Regions from separate parts of the Mus musculus genome. Here regions 2 and 3 are each linked to region 1. The links are chromatin contacts, called in public promoter capture Hi-C maps. All regions are on one chromosome and are shown on one strand. The core of a region is the stretch at or near the end of the contact, and the rest is flanking DNA. Distances in the headings are between cores, read along the strand shown.

What was found. Promoter capture Hi-C pulls out the DNA fragments that hold promoters and counts their contacts.
Region 2: a contact with region 1 is called in a promoter capture Hi-C map of hippocampal neurons, with 3 times the contacts expected there. The contact joins the promoter of Kcng1 here to the enhancer-like site in region 1. A contact is called at or near these places in 16 of 39 promoter capture datasets (the 3T3-L1 cell line, 3T3-L1-derived adipocytes, the C10 cell line and 11 more), 1 of 484 Hi-C or Micro-C datasets (bone marrow-derived macrophages), 3 of 115 datasets of contacts at active chromatin or transcription factors (bone marrow-derived macrophages, embryonic basal ganglia and embryonic stem cells) and 2 of 9 other capture datasets (embryonic stem cells and liver).
Region 3: a contact with region 1 is called in a promoter capture Hi-C map of stem cell-derived epiblast-like cells, with 2.9 times the contacts expected there. The contact joins the promoter of Zfp64 here to the enhancer-like site in region 1. A contact is called at or near these places in 6 of 39 promoter capture datasets (embryonic stem cells, frontonasal cranial neural crest, hippocampal neurons and 2 more) and 3 of 115 datasets of contacts at active chromatin or transcription factors (all in embryonic stem cells).

Annotation. Positions count from the first base shown.
Region 1 is chr2:168,677,700-168,681,417 of GRCm38.p6, reverse strand. All of the region lies in intron 9 of Atp9a (ATPase, class II, type 9A), which reads left to right. Among named protein-coding and RNA genes, the nearest start is that of Mir7004, 39 kb to the right of the region's middle. Within about 2 kb of position 1,862, at least 68 of the 459 cell types and tissues checked have an H3K27ac peak or open chromatin away from gene starts, as enhancers often do. A contact at or near this core is called in embryonic basal ganglia, hippocampal neurons and stem cell-derived epiblast-like cells, where this site is marked.
Region 2 is chr2:168,279,088-168,282,805 of GRCm38.p6, reverse strand. Kcng1 (potassium voltage-gated channel, subfamily G, member 1) reads left to right here and starts at 1,700. Exons shown (of 3, transcript NM_001081134.2): 1 at 1,700-1,928.
Region 3 is chr2:168,953,942-168,957,659 of GRCm38.p6, reverse strand. It overlaps Zfp64 (zinc finger protein 64), which reads left to right and starts at 2,073. Exons shown (of 6, transcript NM_009564.2): 1 at 2,073-2,541. The coding sequence starts at 2,496. Gm39993 (a long non-coding RNA gene) reads right to left here and starts at 1,577. Exons shown (of 2, transcript XR_867023.3): 1 at 1,014-1,577.

The sequences.
Region 1 (3,718 bases), core at 613-3,112:
TGCTTTGCTCCCTTGATCCTGAGGTCTCTGCTTTTTGGCCATTGGCAGATACTTGTGATCCTGAGATTTTTCTAATGCTTTGACGATTGCATTGAAAGGTTTAAGATTCTCTTTCCTTTGCAATTTTTGTTTGTTTGTTTGTTTGTTTTGTTTTTGTTTTTTCGAGACAGGGTTTCTCTGTGTAGCCCTGACTGTCCTGGAACTCACTCTGTAGACCTGGCTGGCCTTGAACTCAGAGATCCTCCTGCCTCTGCCTCTCAAGTGCTGGGATTAAAGGCGTGCACCACCACGCCTGGCTCCTTTGCAATTTTTATTTATGTGAGTGTGGATGTGTGAGCAAAGAGGGTATCAGCCCCCTGGAGCTGAGTGACAAGCAGTTTAGAGCCACCTGAGTGGGTGCTGGGAACAGAACGCTGGTCCTTTGCATGAGCAGCAGTCTTCACCACTGAGCATCTCTGCAGCCTGAGTTTCTCTTCATCCTTAACAACTGTAGCAAGAGTGTACCAGTTCAAGCCTAGCTTGGGCTACAGTGAGACCCCTCCCCCTGCCTTAAAAAACAAAACCAAACACTTATTATGTATGCAGTGTTCTGCCTGCATGTATGCCTGCATGCCAGAAGAGGGCATCGGATGCCATTACAGATGGTTGTGAGCCACCATGTGGTTGCTGGGATTTGAACTCAGGACTTCTGGAGGAGCAGTCAGTGCTCTCAACCTCTGAGCCATCTCTCTATCCCCACCCCCCCCCACCCCCCACCCCCACCCCTGTCTTTAAAAATAAACAAAAAACAAGGCCAGGCTTGATGGCCAAACTATCAATTCCAGCACTCAGGAGTCAGAGGCAAGGGGATCGCTTGTCAGTTGGAGGCTAGCCTGATCTACATTCTAGGATAGCCAGTGAAAACAAAACAAAACAAAACACCAAAACAACAACAAAACCTGAAACAGTGTTACCATTTTTACAACTGCCTGGGGGTTTAGCCATCTTTGTTTCCACAGGGTCAATTTTTTTCTGTCATAGTCCTTATATTTTTCTTTCTCTTCAAGTTTTCTTTCTCTTTCTTTCTCTCTCTCTCATTCTTTCTTTCTCTCTCTCTTTCTCTTTCTTTCTCTCTTTCTCCTTCTCTCTTTTTCTCTTTCTCTCTTTCTTTCTGTCTCTCTCTCTTTCTTGTTCTCTCTTTTTCTCTCTTGTTCTCTTTCTCTCTTTCTTTCTCTCTCTTTCTCTCGTTCTCTTTCTCTCTCTTGCTTTCTCTCTTTCTCTCTCTTTCTCTCTTGTTCTCTCTCTCTTTCTCTCCTTTCTCTTCTCTTCTCTTCTCTTCTCTTCTCTTCTCTTCTCTTCTCTTCTCTTCTCTTCTCTTTTTTCACTTACTAGGTGATGCCAGAAGAGGGCGCCTGATTCCCTGGGTCTGGGAATTGCAGATGGTTGTGAGCCACCATGTTGGTGCTGGGAATTGAATTAGGAGCAGCCTGCACCACACTGGTGATTGTATGGAGGTTAGAGGCAGCTCAGGACTCACATTCTCCTCTTACTGTGTGGTTCCTGGATCCGATGCAGGTCGGCAGAGCTGACAGTCCAGTGTCTTACCCCTCCTCGCCATTTCTCCCTCCCCGCAGGCCTTTGTTTGGGGGGTGGGGATAGAGAGATGCCTGTCTGTTGCCTGGAGACAGTCAGTGTCAAAGCATTTATACAACAGGCACTTTACAGAGCTCTGCCACCATTCCCTTGTTCTGGATTTAACAAAATGAGGTAAAGACGTCTAATGGACCATGGAACTGAATGCCAGAGTGGGCAAGCCTCTTGCTCAGGGTCACACAGCCTTGGAGCGCCATCTCCTGGGAAGAGCGTGGGCAAACTGGGATCTTGGAAAAGGGACAGAGTTCAAGCAGTTCATGGGACTTCTCGGGTCTGCGCTCTGCTTGTTGATGGGGACGAGAGAGCAGGCGGGCAGTCTGTGCTCTAGAGTCCCGCCTGCCGCGCCTTCTCATTCTGTGCTCTAGAGTCCCGCCTGCCGCGCCTTCTCATTCTGTGCTCTAGAGTCCCGCCTGCCGCGCCTTCTGCAGGTGAATATTTAGAGTGAGTATGAACTGGGCATTTCCCGTGTTCCTTGTCAACCTCAGGTTCCTTTCCCTGCGTGCCACCCGGTTGACAGCTAACTGTATTCAGATTGTGGCGTGAACACAGCCGTTACCCTGGGATACTGGACTCAGCCTGCAGGGACTCCCTTACTGTGTTCCTTGTGAAACCCCCTCCCGATGCTGCTCAGCCCACTGTTACCCAGTGCCAGTTTAAAGAACAGGGAAGCTTGCCAGGTTGCACCAAAGGTCCAGCTGCCTTAGCTGCCAGCCATCTGCAGAGGATGCAGTTGCCATGGCAACCCAGTATTTGCTGCCAGGAGATGGAAGTGGAAGGTACTGGCGAGTCTTGGGGCTGGGCAGCTTGTGTGTTTCAGAGGCCTGAGTTCTAGCTTGTTTCTTCACGGACTGGCTAACAAAGGGCTAGCTTGTGGGTCGTCTCCCGAGTCTATGGTGTGATCTTGTCCTGGCACGTGACCAGCACACAGTCACTCCTGAGCTCTGTGCCCTGTGTCTGGTAATGCCCATCTGGTCTACAGTCTGGCTCACGTGCTCTGACCCCAGATCAACACCGGGATATCATAGCAGCGCTGAACTACTGTGACTATTCCAGACCTCCCTTTTAGAAGCTCGACACGTATCTGTCTGGTTGTGTGAAATAAATGGCTCACAAAATAACCCAGGAACCAGTCAGGATCACTGCCTTCTGGGAGCTCGGTGAAGCAAAGGGTAGTCTGAGGGGATCAGCAGGACTGCTGACTTCAGGCCGCAGGGAGAGCGAGAAACGGGAAGAGAGAGAGGGCACAGAAAGAGGCCAGAATGTGTGTCGCATGTGAGGGTTGCACTGAACAGCTGTGCCACTAGAACCGTGGTCTAAGTGGTGCGCGTGTTACTCGTCAGCAGAGCGCTTGCGTAGCAAACGTGAAGACCTGGGTTTGATTCCTAGCGCCACGTAAAACAGATGTGTGGGGATTATACTTGCCATCTGAGCACTCAGGATGTAGAGGAAGGAAGGCCAGGGGTTCAGGGTCATCCTTGGTATGTAGTGAGTTTGAGGGCAGCCTGAGCTACATGAGCAACTCATTAAAAGATGATGGATGGATAGCTCACACTCTGGGAAGCAGGCTGTGGACCAGATAGGGGCACAGCAGTGGCCTCCTGACTGTCCCTCTTCCTTGGGTCACAGCTACACAGAGCAGGGGTACCAATCTCTCGGGAGAACAGAGCTTTGGTGCTGAGCTCATGGGACCACTGGGTGACTGGAGCCATGTTGGTGACACCCCACGTGGCTGGGCTGGAGCAGGGCGTGCACCTCTCTGTGCTGTTCCTCTCACCACCCTTTCCCTCGCACAGGCGTGGGCGTCCAGTCAGGGCCACATTGTGTAGGTGAGGAGGAGTGGCCGCGCGGCTACCTCAGCTTGGCCCAGGCTGAGCTCCTGCTGTTTTACCACCTGCTCCAGCCACAGGCTGAGGGTGGGGTACCCCTGCTGAGTACCATGTGGCAGGGCCCTCCTGCTCGGCCATCTGCCTGCCCAGCCTCTGAGAGGAGCCTCATTGTGGCTCACTGCAGGCGTGCCCAAGCACTTTAGACTCTGGTCTTTGTCCCCTTGCAACCCTGCCTTGTTAGGAGGGGCCCCCCTCACAGA
Region 2 (3,718 bases), core at 451-2,950, 400 kb after region 1:
TCCAGTGGGTTTGAAGAATTCTCCAGAGGACTCAGACCACAGTAAGGTTTTGAGAACTTCTGCTCACATCCTGGTCCTGCCGTCCTCCATGGGGACAGCAGTAGTAGGCTTGCTGTCATAGGACAGTGCTGGCTTCCTCCAACAATCACTGAAGAGGCTACTCTTAAGTTTTCCCATGTGGAAGCTGCCGGCCAGAGGAAGACAGCACAGCCCTTGCTCTGGAACCCGAGGCTCAGAAGAAAGCAAGAAAGATGGATGTATGGGTCCTTCTGTTCATGCTAACAGAGCACCAAGGACCAGCCATGTTTTCAACATGGGACGTGGGAGCACTGGCCTCCAGAGTCCACCGAGAACCTTTATGTTGGCCTCTGTTATTTATGTCCCTCCGGCACACTGCCTCCCCGTGTCTCTCAGCATCTCAGAAGCCTTTGTTTGCCCCTTAGTGGGATCTCTTTGCAAATCTCCCAAAGATGAGGTCCTCTCAGTTCCTGGCCCTGATCTGGAGTCGACTTTGTTCCATCTGAAGAGCCCCTCCCCCACCTCCCCTTCTACTTGCACTTCCCGCCCCCCTTTCTCCTGGTGTAGACGCTGCAGAAGCTTGAGAGTTCTTGGGACAGGTCCTCAGCTGACTCTCTGACTCTGCCATCTGTCTCCACCCACGTGCTGAGTGAACCCAAAGCTTACATCCCCCGGGGCCAAGCCTAAGCAACTCGTTAAAGAAGCCCCAGGCATAGGAGGCACACTCGCTGAGCTTGGTTCCTGAGTCTCTCCTGCTTCCCTGATGGAGGAGAAAGGACAGTACCAATCAATTTCCCCAAGCAGGTTACTCCCTCTCTTCTCAGACAGCTTTCCCACCTAATCCCAAATCCTGCTGCAACTTCTGCCAACTCAGAGGCCTCCAGAATCCACCCTGTCCTCTCCAGGCTGTTGACTGAGTACAGGACCCAGAGACTGCCAGACCGGGACCCACCCGGGACAGTGAGGAACTACAGCATAGGAGTCATTCTGGGGCCCAGAGCGCTCATTCTTTGGCTTTGGTGACACTGCAAAGGTGGCGCAGGCCCTGGACCGCAGGGGCAGGAAAAGCCCAAGGCCGCCAATGGAGAAGGCACATGTATGGCTGGTATGGTAAGGTGGAGAGCGTGTGGGGCTCCCGGACTGCCACACATAAAATGCGGCCACCCCACCCCACCCCCGACGTGACATCTGCAGTGTCCGTGACAGTTCAGCGTGAGGTTGGACCTAAGGACAGAAGACTGGTTCGGTGGCGTTCCCACGATAGCGACTCACGTGGGGAATGAGGCTCGGGTCCTGGTACTCGCTGAGCCTAGGGTGGAAGAGCGTCCCACGACCACTGAGAAAACTGGAGAAGTGGATGCGCCTCAGGCCAGGAGCCCTGGGAGGAGCAGCGCTGGGACTTAAAAGGTCGCCACCGGAAGGCAGGGGCCTGCAGGGCGCAGGAGATGATTATGGGAGGAGATGGTTATGGGCAGGATGGGGAGAGTGCAGCACTGCGTTCCGCTAGGACCTGGACTCTGGGTCGGGTCAGGGTGCGTGGCATCGCAGTGGCGGGTCCCGCGGTGGCTCCATCCTCCCGCCCCCCGCCCGCCCCTCTCCCCGCCCCGCGCGCAGTCCCCTCCCTCCGTCCCGCCTCCTGCCCGGCCACCTCCCTCAGCTGCTGCCGCGCCGCGTTGCCGGCGCACTTGCAGCCCGGCGGGCACCAGGAGGCGGAGGCGGGACGGTCAGGGGTCCAGCGCGCAGGACAGCGGCCCTGGGGCCAAAGTTTGCGGGCAGCCCCGGCAGGCCAAGCGGGTCCCACGTGCCGCTTGCTGCCCCCTCTCGCATCCTCACCCCGGCATCGCTGCGCCGGGAGACAGAGCTGCGGCCCGGCTAGCTCCTAGGCGGGGACGCCGCGACGGGAACTTAAGGTGGGAACTTCGCGGGCTGCAGCCTGGCGGGACCCTGCTCCTGCAAGCGGCGCTCCGGGCTCTGCACGTGGCCGCGGCCCCGGTACCCTCTGCGGATACCTAGGAGCCCCGGAGAGGCCGCCCGGGCGATGCGGCATGCACCCACGCGGCCGCAGTTTGGTCCGGCCACGGATCCTTTCCAGGGGTCCCCGGAATGCGTAGTGCGCTCTGACTTTGCGTGCAGGGTTTTTGGGGTCCCACGGGAGGAGTTGGAATGCGGGGAAGTCTTTCACTGTCAATAGGCACGGAAGGCAGCATCCCCACCAGCGGGACTCATTTAAGTCATTCATTAATTACGAACTCAGTGAAGGCTTATGGACCGCCTACTGTGTGCAAGGCCCTAGTGACTATTCAGTGGTCGCGGGCCTTAGCATCTAGTAAGAAAGTTAGAGGTCTCCTTAACCTCAGTGTACCCGGGATAAGTGGCCCGGCTTTGCTCATAGTTTTTGGGTGTGGATGGAAAAGAGACGAACTCGTTCATTCTCTGGGTTGTACAAAAATTGGTTGAGCACCTGCTGTGGGCATCTCACTATGCCAAACACTCAGTGTTCATCCAGTCATTTATTCAACAAGCCTGGATTGAACAATGGCCGAGGTGGCGACAGGACAATGGACTCTGGCGATGGGGGGGCGGGGGGGAGGTTGAGACTCTCAGGCCCTGCCTCAGAAGGGCACAGCCTGCCAGGGTGGCCCGCGCTACAGCATATGTGTATAGCAGATTTAAGGTTGGTGCTTAATGCGTTCATTCCTGGGTGGGTGGGGGGTCCGATCCCTGGAGAGGAAGAAGTGGGCTTTTAAAAGCTCTTTAGTGGGGGCTGGGAGTGATGATGAGGGCTGAGAAGGTTCATCTAATGTTAGGTGAGCACAGCCTCCTCCTAGTGATGGGGCTTAGAGGCCAAGCTGTCACTTTGGCACACATTTTGTTAAACACTTGCAATGCAGAGGTACTTAAGGGGTGCTAAACACCTGAGTTCCCCAAGTAGATAATAGGTGGGAGGCAAACGCATACTCACCCCTCCTCGGTGACATCTGAGCTAAGTCCACAGGAAGGTGAGAGGAGGGGGCAGGGATTGGTCTGATTCGCTGGAGAAAGGAGGGCCTGCCAGACTATAAATCTAGGTAGATATTCGCTGGGGTTTGTTTGACACCCCCAACCCTCCACCAACGTGCACACACACACACACACACACACACACACACACACACCTATGACGGTACTCAGAGTCACTGCCTGGTGTCTCATCAATAAACACATCACCAGGTTAAGTGGTACTCCTGGAGATTAGGGCAGTGGGGTGTGCACACGGTGGGTTTTTCTACCTGTGGGTCTTTATGCTTTTGCAGCTTTGCACAGGCACCTGCTGTAGAGGGTGGGGAGGGAAGTGTGGCTAGGCATGGAGGCTTGGCCCCAAGGGATTGCTCCTACCAGCCCAGCTCTGAGCCAATCCATTCCAGTGGAAAAATGTCTGCTGTGGGACACACTCCAAACCCACAGGGGACGAATGAACCGAAAACAAGTCACCCTGAGCCTCTTCCCAGAGCTGGAGGACCCGGACTGTGAGTGTCTTGCAGCCTGATGAGGCAGACTCCTGGGGGGGGGGGGGGGAGGCAGTTGAGTTTTGTGCACTGGGTTGGCAAGGGACTCTGGCAAAAGGTGAGACATCTGCCCCAGGGACAGAAAGACAAAGATGTTTCCTGAACACAGTAGCTCACAGGGCTGCCCCTCTGAGAATCTACTCTGGGTTGGTTGT
Region 3 (3,718 bases), core at 824-3,323, 280 kb before region 1:
GTACCGGTTCTGACTCCGTCTTTCATCCATACCCTCCCTATCCCACTCCCTCCATTGGAACTCTGACATATGGAGATTCAGACTCAAGACACCCTCACTTATAGCAAAGTCCCTCCAAATAGGGTCAGGAAATTGTTTCATAGCAGGCTCTCAGGAGCCAGTTAGAATTCCCATCACCCCCATATCCACCTTCTCCTTCATTTTAATGATGTTTTTGTCTGCTCCCTCTATGGCCAGGCCAAAAAAAAAGTTATTGTAAAGAGTGGCCAGGCAGATATGGAGGCCACCCATACTATTCATCATATATACAAGCTCATCCTGATTCCCTCAGCCACCTACAAGATGGGGGGGGCCATCTGCCTCTAAATCCGGGACCCAGAGAATCCCAGGTAGGAAATGCACATCGCTGGTAAACTACCATCGCTTCAACCCCAGACACCCAGTGAGCACAATTAATATCAGAGAAAATACATCCCGACTGAGTACCCAACCTCTGGAGATAGGTGAAGGAGGTAATTAAACACTCCTCCAAGGTGTGTTTGACATCTTTGATGTGCCCTCTCCTAAATAATACAAACCTGTCTCCTGCTTCAGATCTGGCCTCAGCCTACTGACTCCTTAATGTCACCCAATGTGGCAGCTTTGGAGATGGCTGGCTGTGGAGACGGCCTCCTGGGACTAGCTCACAACTGCCTCTTATAGCTTCTCCTGTGACCCTGTCAAATAACCCTCCCTCCCCATTCACCAAATTCACTGAGCCTGGGGTCACTCTGACTCCCTTTTTTCATATCATCCTCTTTGGTGTGACAAACTGTCTTATGGCACCTGGGACACGTTCCCTAGACTGCAACAAAACCGTAACCTTGCTACCTCATCTCAGCCCCAGTGCCTGCCCGTTCATATCCCCTCGATTCTTTGTGGCACTCTGGCCTACCACCCTAGTTGGTCAGGAGTTTGCATGCTAATATTTCTCTTCCCCAAGTTGGGGGTGACACACGGAGAAGAGCTCTTACCAATTCCTGTTGCACGCAATAGCTGCCAGACATGATGAAAGGGCAGTTCAAATCTTGCCCCTCCTGGCTGTCATCGAACCCTCTTTTATCAATTTCTTCTCCTCTGGCATTTCTTCAACAACAAACTCAAAAAACTCTCTAATCAAACAACTAATTTACTGTTACGGGACTACGGGCTGCTAGCCACAAAGCCTGAGTCTCATGGTTACGGAGTGTGCCCTGATGGTGAGGATCAGCAATGCCCGAACATGCGACAACCCCGGACAACAGGAAATAGTCCAAATTGCTCTCCGGCCTCAACATCACCCCTTCTTAGTTCCTCCTCTTTTATATTGAACGAAAGGGAGGGATGGTAGTTACTAGACATCTTCCACAACCTACCCAGGGACCCTGAGACGGCAATTACGTCATCAGTAGGAGCCAAGTTGAGCCACATTCCTCCCCTGCGCATGTGCTATAGTCCCTAAAAGGCGGACTTTCTTCCCGCCTCTTTTTGATCAACGCCCTTGCTCACCTCCACCCTTCCCAGAGGCAGCCACTCTAAGCCCCTCCCCAATAAACCTCTCAGAGTCTGACCCTTGGAGTGACTTTGTGGCTTAGATCATAACAGGAAATAAAAAGGGGCTGTGGAACCTTCTGGGTAAGCTCAAGGTTAGAGCTAAGGTCAGTTCTTCAGTGCAGGATTCTCGGGGAAGAGTTGCAAATAGTTGTGAGTCACCTAATGTGGGCGCTGGGATTCGTTGCAAGAGCAGCACAGACTCTTAGCCACTATGCCTTCTTTCCAGTTCACCATCCCCAAGCAATTCTAACAAACCCTCCATGCTGCGTGAAATACTGAAGCCCCCGTGGAGCAGAGCCCCAATGAATTCTCCCATCTACTACACACTAATCTCTTTTTTTTTTTTTTTTAAGTTACTTATATTGTACATGCAGATGCTTGAGTCTGTTTCCACCATGTGAGCTGGCTGGCAGGAAACCAGGCTTGGTGACGTGTGCCCTACCCCTGCTGAGCCATCTCACCGGCTCAACCCAGCAGCAGGGCAAAGGCCCCGCCCCGGTGTTACGCTGCCGGATCTGCCCTAGGGGAGCACCCCGGGATTTGGGGCTCCACTCTCCCAGGCCGGCAGCGCATCCTCCTGGCATCTGCGAAGGAATGAGCGTCTCCAGGAGGGCAAGATGCAAAGGCGCAAGGCGACCACAGAGTCCCTGGCATGCCTGGGATAGGGTGGAGGGATCGGTGTACTCGGGTCTTAGACTCCACGACCTTTCCCGGTTCCTCGGGAGAGCACCGCCTGGGAGTCGGGCTGGGTGCAAGGGGCCAGCGCCCTCTAGGCAGCGGAAGTGGCGCTGGTTGTACATCCGTCCCCGCCTCACAGAGTTGGGAGAAGACTGGCTGGTGCGGGAAATATGCAGGAGAAAAGTCTTTGCATAATGTAGAGCGAGCCGTGGGGCTCCGGGAGCGGCGCCCCAAGGTCTGGGGCCATGAACGCGAGCGTGGAAGGAGACACCTTTTCTGGATCGATGCAAAGTAAGTACTGAACAGACGCAGCTGGGGCCTGGCCCGGACAGAGCCAGCAGGCCCCGGGATCGGGGTGACGGCGCACCTTGCATGCCTGTCCCCGCCAGCCCAGTCGGCGTGTCAGGTCGGGAGCCGCCTGGAACTCTTGCAGTACCCCAGGGGAGGCAAGACCAGGGGAGGCCACGCGGCGAGGAGACTGTCACCACCTCCCCTGCCCCGCCGGGTGGAGTTTGGGGCGCAGAGGAGAGGAGAAAGTGGGGTGATCCAGGCCAACTGGTAGGGAAACTTCTGCTTCAGTGGCTCAGGTTGGAGCATCCCTGAGGGGCTCGCGGACAGGTTTGCAGAGCCATCCTGGCACTCAGGGTAGGGGATGATATGGGTGTGAAAGACCTGGCTGGGGGTGACTTGCAGTGAGTTTGAGGTTCTGCTATTTTCCTGACATCCTATAAGCTATTGCTATCTCCATGTGCCTTTGTTCCCCAAAGTACGGGCCACGGACTGAACCGTGGACCGGCCACCTGGAGCGCATGTGTTCAAAACAGGCTGCTTGGTCCATCCCCTGCAGGTCTCCGAGGGAGGGTGGGGCCGGAATCCCAGGTCTTTCCTTGTGCCTGGAGCCTCAGATGTTTGAAAAGCTGTGGACAAGGTTCGCAAACACCTGAGTCACTTTGCTAACTGCAGATATTATAGCCATTGGCTCCCCAAACTTGCCTGAGTGTCCTCTGAACTCTAAACCCAGTCCCCACCCACCCCATGTGTCTCAGTGTCTTCCAGTGCTGTGGACTTCGGGTTGTGTTTTAAAGAGGGACGACCCCACCAGATGACTTACTCTGGAATGGGAAATCAGTCCCCACATCAGAGAATTTATCTATAAGGATCCTAAGGAGAGATCTGTCTTTGTTTTGTTGTTGTTGTTGTTGTTTGGTTTTGTTTTTTGGTTATTCGACAGGGTTTCTCTGCGAAGCCCTGGCTGTCCTGGAACTCACTCTATAGAGCAGGCTGGCTCAGGAAGAGATCATCTGTCTTGTCCCCATTTTGCAGATGAGAAAGCCTTGGGTAAAGTGCCTGTTGACTGTGACAGTTTCAGGGTGCTGAGAAAGGTCCCCATTGCAACTTGTTCCTTTTGTGAATACCAGAGCATAACTTAGCACCGAACTCCTTCACTCTGGACCCCAGTCTCCCACCA